Regions from separate parts of the Pan troglodytes genome. Here region 2 is linked to region 1. A link is a contact called in public Hi-C data. All regions are on one chromosome and are shown on one strand. The core of a region is the stretch at or near the end of the contact, and the rest is flanking DNA. Distances in the headings are between cores, read along the strand shown.

Region 1 (4,022 bases), core at 448-2,947:
CTTTTTTGTCTTACCCTCTGTTGAATTCCCAATGCCCGGCACAACCTAGTTGCTTAATTAAAGATGTGCTGGATAAATAAATAAATGAAAATGTCCAGAGTGTGCAAGTAGCTATAAAAGTGTAAGGCCGGGTATGGTGGCTCACACCTGTAATCCCAGCAGTTTGGGAGGCAGAGGTGGGCGCATCACGAGGTCAGGAGTTCGAGACCAGACTGGACAACATGGTGAAACCCCGTCTCTACTAAAAATACAAAAATTAGCCGGGTGTGGTGGTGGGCGCCTGTAATCCCAGCTACTCGGGAGGCTGAGGCACGGTAATCGCTTGAAACCGGAAGGCAGAGGTTGCAGTGAGCTGAGATCGCACCACTGCACTGCAGCCTGGGCAACAAGAGTGAAACTGTCTCAAAAAAAAAAAAAAAAAAAAAAGTGTAAGACATCTGGGTTTCTATTCTTAAAAAAAGTGAAACTTGGTCAAATTCAGAACATGCAAAGCACACTAAGATTAAACACCAATCCAATAACTGGAAAAAGTTCCTTAAAAAATAAAGGGGCCAGGTGAGGTGGCTCACGCCTGTGATCCCAACGCTTTGGGTGGCAGAGGAGGGAGGATCACTTGAGGCCAGGAGTTCCAGACCAGCTGGCAACAGAGACTCCCTCTCTATAAACAAACAAACAAGCAAAAAATAAAAGATAGCATAAGTAACCCTTTTAAAGACTCCTTTGAAAGGACTGGATAATGTCCTGAAGTAAGATGGGCAAGACTCCACAAAGGCTAGAGTTACAGAAAGCCTCTTTAGAGGCAGTAAATGCCAATTGTCTTTCTGAAGGAAAAAGTACAAGCGAATGTCTAACTTTGCACGGAGTAGTCAAATCTTACGTCATAATTGATGCTGTCAGATACTATAGGAAGAGCGTTAGTCTTTTAATTGGGGGGTTGGGGGTAATCTCCAGACGGTTAATAAAACTCACAGAAATATTCACACTTTGCTTCCTTTTCAACTTCTTTGGGTCAATTTGAGCTACCACAACATCTGGACATTGAGCTGCTTCGATCCTACAAATAAGTAATAAACGCGATAAATTAAATTTCTATTGTGCTTTGCTCAGGTGTAGTAAAACAAGCGATCCACTTCCACAGTTCATTGTGAAATCAGAAAAAAAATTCAGACTTCCAATTGAGGTACTAAACAATATATTTCTGAAATTATCTGGATTCAAAACAAATCTAAGAGCACACATCTTGATACGTGCAATCACGTTCAACAGAAACTCGCCCACGTTAGGATGTAATCCAGAATCCTGAATAGACCCGAACTCGCAACAGACTGGAACGGGAATAGAGCACCGAGGGCTGTACCCAGGGGCAGGGCAGAAGACCAGCCCACCCGCCCAGGGCCGAATCACTCACTGGACCCGCCTCAGGTATTCCTGAGGCGTCCTCGGGGGTACCGAGGGATCGAAACCTTCCGTCAAGTCGCAAGGCTCTACCGGCAATAGCCGAGGCATCAACTCTTCCACTGCGGACTCCGCTGGTACCCACGCCATGGTTTTCAAACCAGCCAGTTCCGCTCGGCGCATGCGCCCATTCTAGGTCACAGCGCAGGCGCACTAATAGACACCTTAGGCGCGGAGCTGAGCAAGTGGCAGTTTAGGGAGCGTTAACTGCGCATGAACAAATTGCTGCTTGCCTCAAGGTTAAGGCTCCGGTGGTGTAATAAAGGATCTGAGAATTTAATTCCTAGCTGAATTGGTTCGAACGCGTTTCTGGGTCTTTTACCCTCTGTTTTGTCTTCTAACGCTGGGTAAAGGCCGAGGGTTAGCAACTTTTATGCATCCCTAGTAGTGAGGGATCCTTAAAAATGTTTTTTGAATTAATGAACAATATTACTGTAATTATCATTCATGGAGCTCTAAATTCTTAAACTCTTCATAAACACATTTTCTCATTTGATTCTTAGAACAGTCTTGTGAAGTGGGTGGTAATATACCCCTCTCTTAGGGCAGGGACTGACCTTCCAAAGAGGAAGAACCAATTCCAACCTAGATTTATGCGATGCCAAATGAATGAAAAATTAATTTTCTACAGAAATTTCTAGTGCTTGACCACTTCAAAGATCACTGTATGTTTATTTGGAATATTACTCCTAGAATAGCCAGCACTTTTTAATTTTTGTTTTAAAGAAAAATCTCTTCGTTTAAATACAAATAGTGAAAAAAATGAAACTAATGCTAACACCCAGAAATTAACAAAAATGTTAGGTCAATCTTGTTAGGTAGATAGTATTATTATCTCCATTTCATAGGTGAGGAAACAAGGCAAGAATGTGCAAGAAACAAGTATAATATCTGATTATTTCTAAACAAATACAATTGAGTGAATACAATTGACTTATTTTCTAACACTGATGTTTATTTTAGAAGGTTAAAAATTTTTATTTATGGCACTGCCTTTAGTTTGCAAGGAATTGATTTCAAACCAGGATGTAAGTCTAAATTGAAGATAAAGTGAGGATAGTCCTTAGCTTATTTAAGTACTTAATGCTTAGGAACTGTAACTAAACAATTGGGACACTTGGAAAGATATCGCCTGGCTGCAAACTACAGTTATTTGGTTAACAAATTTTCACTGGTTTTGGGAAAAACAGACTTAGAATAGGATGAAATACTCCTGTCGTCCAACATTTTGGTGATAATCAAGGACAAATTTGAAAAAGTAAGTAGTGACGTGAGGACTAAACTGAATTTTTTTTTTTTTTTTTTTTTTTTTTTTTTTTTTGAGACGGAGTCTCGCTCTGTCGCCCAGGCTGGAGTGCAGTGGCGCAATCTCGGCTCACTGCAAGCTCCGCCTCCCGGGTTCACGCCATTCTCCTGCCTCAGGCTCCCGAGTAGCCGCCGGGACTACAGGCACTCGCCACCACGCCCGGCTAATTTATTGTATTTTTAGTAGAGACGGGGTTTCACCGTGTTAGCCTGGATGATGTCGATCTCCTGACCTCGTGATCCACCCGCCTCGGCCTCCCAAAGTGCTGGGATTACAGGCATGAGCCACCGCGCCTGGCCTGATTTTTTTATTTTGCCCAAATTCCTATCTAAGGGGTCTGGGGAGTCATGCCCTACAAATCATAAATTCTCATCAGATGGGTTTTATTTAACCCTATATATCACGATTTACTTTTCAACCTCACTTCGGCATGACATTACGAGACAAAGAAGAAAATAAAAATATTTTACCCCAAAACATGTTTCTTTGCCGTATTTTGAAATGGCCCTGCAAAGCTGTTCTTTGTGGAGGAAATTTTGCATCCGTAAATAATCTTGGCCAGGCGCAGTGGCTCATGCCTGTAATCCCACCACTTTGGGAGGCCGAGCTGGGCACATCACCTGAGGTCAGGAGTTCGAGACCAGCCTGGCCAACATGGTGAAACCCCGTCTTTGGTAAAAATACAAAATACTAGCTGGGCATGGTGATGGGCGCCTGTAATCCCAGCTACTTGGGAGCCTGAGGCAGGAGAATCGCTTGAATCCAGGAGTCGGAGGTGGCAGGGAGCCGAGATTGTGCCATTGCACTCCAGCCTGGGCAACAAGAGCAAAACTCCATCTCAAAAAAATAAAATAAAATAAAATAAAATATTACCCAGCCTTGACCTCCCGGGCTCAAGTGATCCACTCACCTTGGCCTACCAAAGTGCTGGGATTACAGGTGTGAGCCACTGGGCCAGGCCACAAATACATTTTTTTTAATTTTTATTTTTTACTGTAAATTATTAGCATTTTCTTTCAATTTTTTTCTGGAGAAAAGGTTACCTTGCCAATCAACTACCAATGGAACAATGGCTAACATTGGAGTTTGTGCATAAGTATGAGTCAGAACTATGCATGGATTAAGGAAGAAAGGAGACAATAGGAGAATGGAACAAAGGTTGTCCTGGGAAATAATAATAAATTATTTTCCAAAAGAAGAGGTAATAATATAGCTTCGTGCTACTTCAAATCTAATTTTATTTAAAAGAATTAGTAATGAT
Region 2 (3,930 bases), core at 132-2,631, 250 kb before region 1:
GAGATTGAAGAAGATAATAAATCTTTACAAAAAGGACAACATCTGTGAAACAAAGTATGAACTAAAGAAACAAGTATAATAAAAATGTTCTTGAAGATTAAACGTATGTTTACCGAAAAAAATTTCAAGAGAATGACTGGAATATATAATTGAAAAAAATTTTCAGAACAAAAGTTGAAAGATTAAATTACCTATAGGTCAAAAATTACCAAAAAAAAAAAAAAGAAAAGAAAAAGAAAAAAAGTAGAGACTAAAAATATAAGAAAAGTAGAAAAGGAATTTTCCAAAGATTAAAAAAAAAAATTCCCAGAATTTCAGAACATGAGTCTTCAGAGTAAGTGCCTTAACACAAGGTGGCAGCCATGGTACACCAAATCATGTCTCTCCTCTGCAAAAACCCTGCTATGAGGAGTACAGTTCTTTAGCCTTCAGCACGCACACAAAAACCAGGTTCCTCCTGGGAGATTCTCCAAGCCAAGGACAGAACACAGCAGGGGAACCAGAATAGAGCCATTCCTACCTAATGAGGGACTATTCTAACAGGCAATTTTTACCCTGGGAATTGCCACTGCCCTGCCTGAGACTTTCTCAGAGATGCACTAAGACTGTTTACACCCAATTTTTCTTCCTTCTCTCTCTCCATTCACTGATGACAGACCTGAATCACTGTCCGAAAGTCCTCTCCAATCTAATTTTGCTCTCTCACCCCTAAATCCTTCACAGGTGTTCTTCCTCAATAAATCTCTTCATTGTCTAATTCAATCTTGGAATCTTTCTCAGAGAACCTTAATAAAACAATAATTGAAAAGAGCCTCACATGTAAATGCATTATATTGTGATTGTCAGAACACCAAAGATAAAGGGGGGAGAAAAAGCAAGTTTCCACAGGAAAAAAATCAGGTTACCAACAAAGGGAACAAAATGAAATTTCCTTCAGACTTCTCACCAACAACATTAAAAGATAATATATTGATATTAATTGATACTTAGAAAGCAATATGCAGTAGTTCCTCTGTAACTATGAGTTCTGAATCCACAGAATCAATCAACCACAGATCACAATATTTGGAAAAAAAACCGACAACAATAAAAAATAATACAAATAGAGAAGAGAAGGGGCTTCAAGACAGCAGACTAGAGGCATCTGACATTTGCCTCCTCCACAAAGAACCAAAATAGCATGTAGATAATCACACTTTGAATAGATCACCTAAGAGAGAATACTGGAATGGAATAGAGAAGTGACAGGAAATACCTGAGGCATGGAAGGAGAAGGAAGTCTGGCAGCCAGCTCAGCTGGGTGCCCAAAGAGGCTCTCCAGTGTAGGAAAAGGGTGAGGGATCCCCAGGTATCCACATTCCCACTGCAAACTCCTGCAACATTAGCCACAGGACAGAACCCTCAGACTAGCTAGCATAAGGAGCTGCCTAGACATAGCACGTTAGCATTGCTCTAGAGAGGGAGCTCATGCCGAGTACCACACTCAGTCCCTGAAATCCAAGCTGTGCAGCACAGCACCATTTCAAAATCCAGCCCCACCAGACTAGGCCTTCTGCTCTAGGGCTCAACAGCCCCTGCATCTCCACACCCCTGAAGCTGCACTGATATTCCCCTGCATTCACCAGGATGACTGCAGTGGCATAGTATCAGTTGGAATCAGTGGAATGACAGGGTCGCCAACACTCTAGCACACACAGTATCCTGCACCCCAAGGATAGGGCACTGTAGCACACAAGGGAGGCTGCCCCCAGGACAAAGGGAACCAAAGTGCTGCAAGTTCTCCAGAGCCTGAAACCTGCCTGCCTAAAGCTACTGCCATTGATAAAAACCCTGCCTCCATCAGCAGCAGGGCCACAGCACAACTGCGTGGCTTTCCAGTGTGCCACACTGCTGCTGCCACCAGGGACCCAAGCGTGCGCCACTGGCAGCAACTCTCTGCCCCTCAGCAGCACAGCTGCCATGCACTTGCACACACTCTGAGAACTATTTCTGCTGTTGCCACCAATGCCAGAGGTTGAAGTTTGTCCTCCCTAGAGCCTACGAGTTGCCTACCTGCAGCTGTGAGCACTGACAGCAACCCCATCCCCACCAGCAAAAGGACAACGGTGCACTAGTGTGTGCCCTGAGGATGGGCTCTCTCCACTCACCACAATGCAGCTGCCACCATCCAAGTGCTCTGCCAGGAAACCTAAGGGTCACCCCGATCTGTCCACCACAAACTGCACCCATGCATACCACAGGACAGACTGAGGACAGGCTATTTCCAAACACACCATCCAAGGGCGTGGGGATCAGCCCAACCCATCCACCACTGCTGGCATCTGTACACTCCTCCTAGGGGCCTGAAGATGGGCTCACTTAGCCTGCCACTAACATCACAGCTGGTACCCGCTGGCACGTGCCCTGAGGGCCTGGGAACTGGCCCACCCAGCCCAACACAGCCATTTCCAAAACAAGTGTGTGCCACCTGGAAACTCAAAAGTTGTCTTACCACCACTACAGACATTGCTCATGATACACACACTGCCCAGGGGCACAACAACCCACCCGCCTGGCCCACCAATGCAACTACCAGCACCCAACAAAGTTACCCAGAAGCCCAAGAATAGGCTACTCAGACCTGTTAATACCTGTACCCGTGTATGGACACGCAGAGGCCCAAGGACAGGCACACTCAGCTCACTATTCCCACTACTGGGCCCTGAGGACGGCCTGGCCCACCTGGCATCCCTATATCCAGCAAAACCTCACCACAGTCTCCACTAACAACTACAGCCTAAGCAACTGATGAAATCACAAACACCACTGAAGCTGCTTAAAGTCTAAGAAACTGCATAGAGACTACACTACTGCATGCACCCAGAATCAAAGCTAAAGTGCCCTACCCAACCAACAACACAGGCACACTTTTAGGAAAAAGTCTGGCCCTACAAAAGCCAATACAAAAAATCAGAAGAAGTGATTGTTACACCAGACATACAAATATCAATGTAAAGGAGACAAAAAACATAAAAAAGAAAGAAAATGTGACATAGCCAGAGAAACAAAATAATTCTCCAGCATTAGATTCCAATAAAAATGAAATTTATAAGATGCTGGAGAAATAATTCAAAATAATGTTATTAAAGCTCAGTGAGATGCAAGAGAACACAGATGAACAACACAAAGAAATCAGAAAAGCAATTCAGGATATAAATGAGAAATTACCAGATAGATAGATAGATAGATAGATAGATAGATAGATAGATAGGTATTTTTAAAAACCCAGATATCCTAGAATAAAAGTACATGAAATTACAAACACATCTGAAAGCTTCAACAATAGACTAGATCAACCAGAGGAAAGAATTTCAGAACCTAAACACAGGCCTTTTGAAATAACTCAGTAACACACACATGCAAAAAAAAGAAAAAATAATAAGAATGAACAAAGCCTATGTGATGTACAGAGCACCATAGTGTAACCAAATATTTGAATTCTGGGTATTCCAGAAAAAAGGAGAAGGCTAAAGGCACCGAAAACCTATTTAATGGCCGGGTGCAATGGCTCACGCCTGTACCACTTTGAGAGCTGAGGCAGGCAGATCACTTGAGGTCAGAAGTTCGAGACCAGCCTGGACAACATGGTGAAACCCCGTCTCTACTAAAGATACAAAAATTAGCCAGGCTTGGTGGCGCATGCCTGTAATCCCAGCTACTTGGGGGGCTGAGGTAGGAGGATTGCTTGAACTTGGGAGGTGGAAGTTGCAGTGAACTAAGATCATGCCACTGCACTCCAGCCTGTGCAACACAGTGAGATTCCATCACAAAAAAAAACAACAAAACCCCAATTATTTTAAAAAAAGAAAACCTATTTAATAAAATAATAGCTGAAAAGTTCTCACATATAACAAGAGACTTAAACATCCAAATACAGGAAATTCAGAGATC

What was found. A called contact is a pair of places that touch in the nucleus more often than the background predicts.
Region 2: a contact with region 1 is called in a Hi-C map of induced pluripotent stem cells, with 2.1 times the contacts expected there. The contact joins the enhancer-like site here to the promoter of GEMIN2 in region 1. A contact is called at or near these places in 3 of 7 Hi-C or Micro-C datasets (blood and induced pluripotent stem cells), 1 of 1 datasets of contacts at active chromatin or transcription factors (stem cell-derived excitatory neurons) and 1 of 1 other capture datasets (stem cell-derived neural stem cells).

The regions. Positions count from the first base shown.
Region 1 is chr15:37,353,201-37,357,222 of NHGRI_mPanTro3-v2.0_pri, reverse strand. It overlaps GEMIN2 (gem nuclear organelle associated protein 2), which reads right to left and starts at 1,697. Exons shown (of 10, transcript XM_509917.6): 1 at 1,409-1,697; 2 at 970-1,054. The coding sequence starts at 1,578. LOC107968151 (a long non-coding RNA gene) reads left to right here and starts at 1,323. Exons shown (of 2, transcript XR_010150912.1): 1 at 1,323-1,422.
Region 2 is chr15:37,606,707-37,610,636 of NHGRI_mPanTro3-v2.0_pri, reverse strand. No RefSeq gene overlaps it. Among named protein-coding and RNA genes, the nearest start is that of FBXO33, 66 kb to the left of the region's middle. Within about 2 kb of position 1,381, at least 7 of the 24 cell types and tissues checked have an H3K27ac peak or open chromatin away from gene starts, as enhancers often do. A contact at or near this core is called in induced pluripotent stem cells and stem cell-derived neural stem cells, where this site is marked.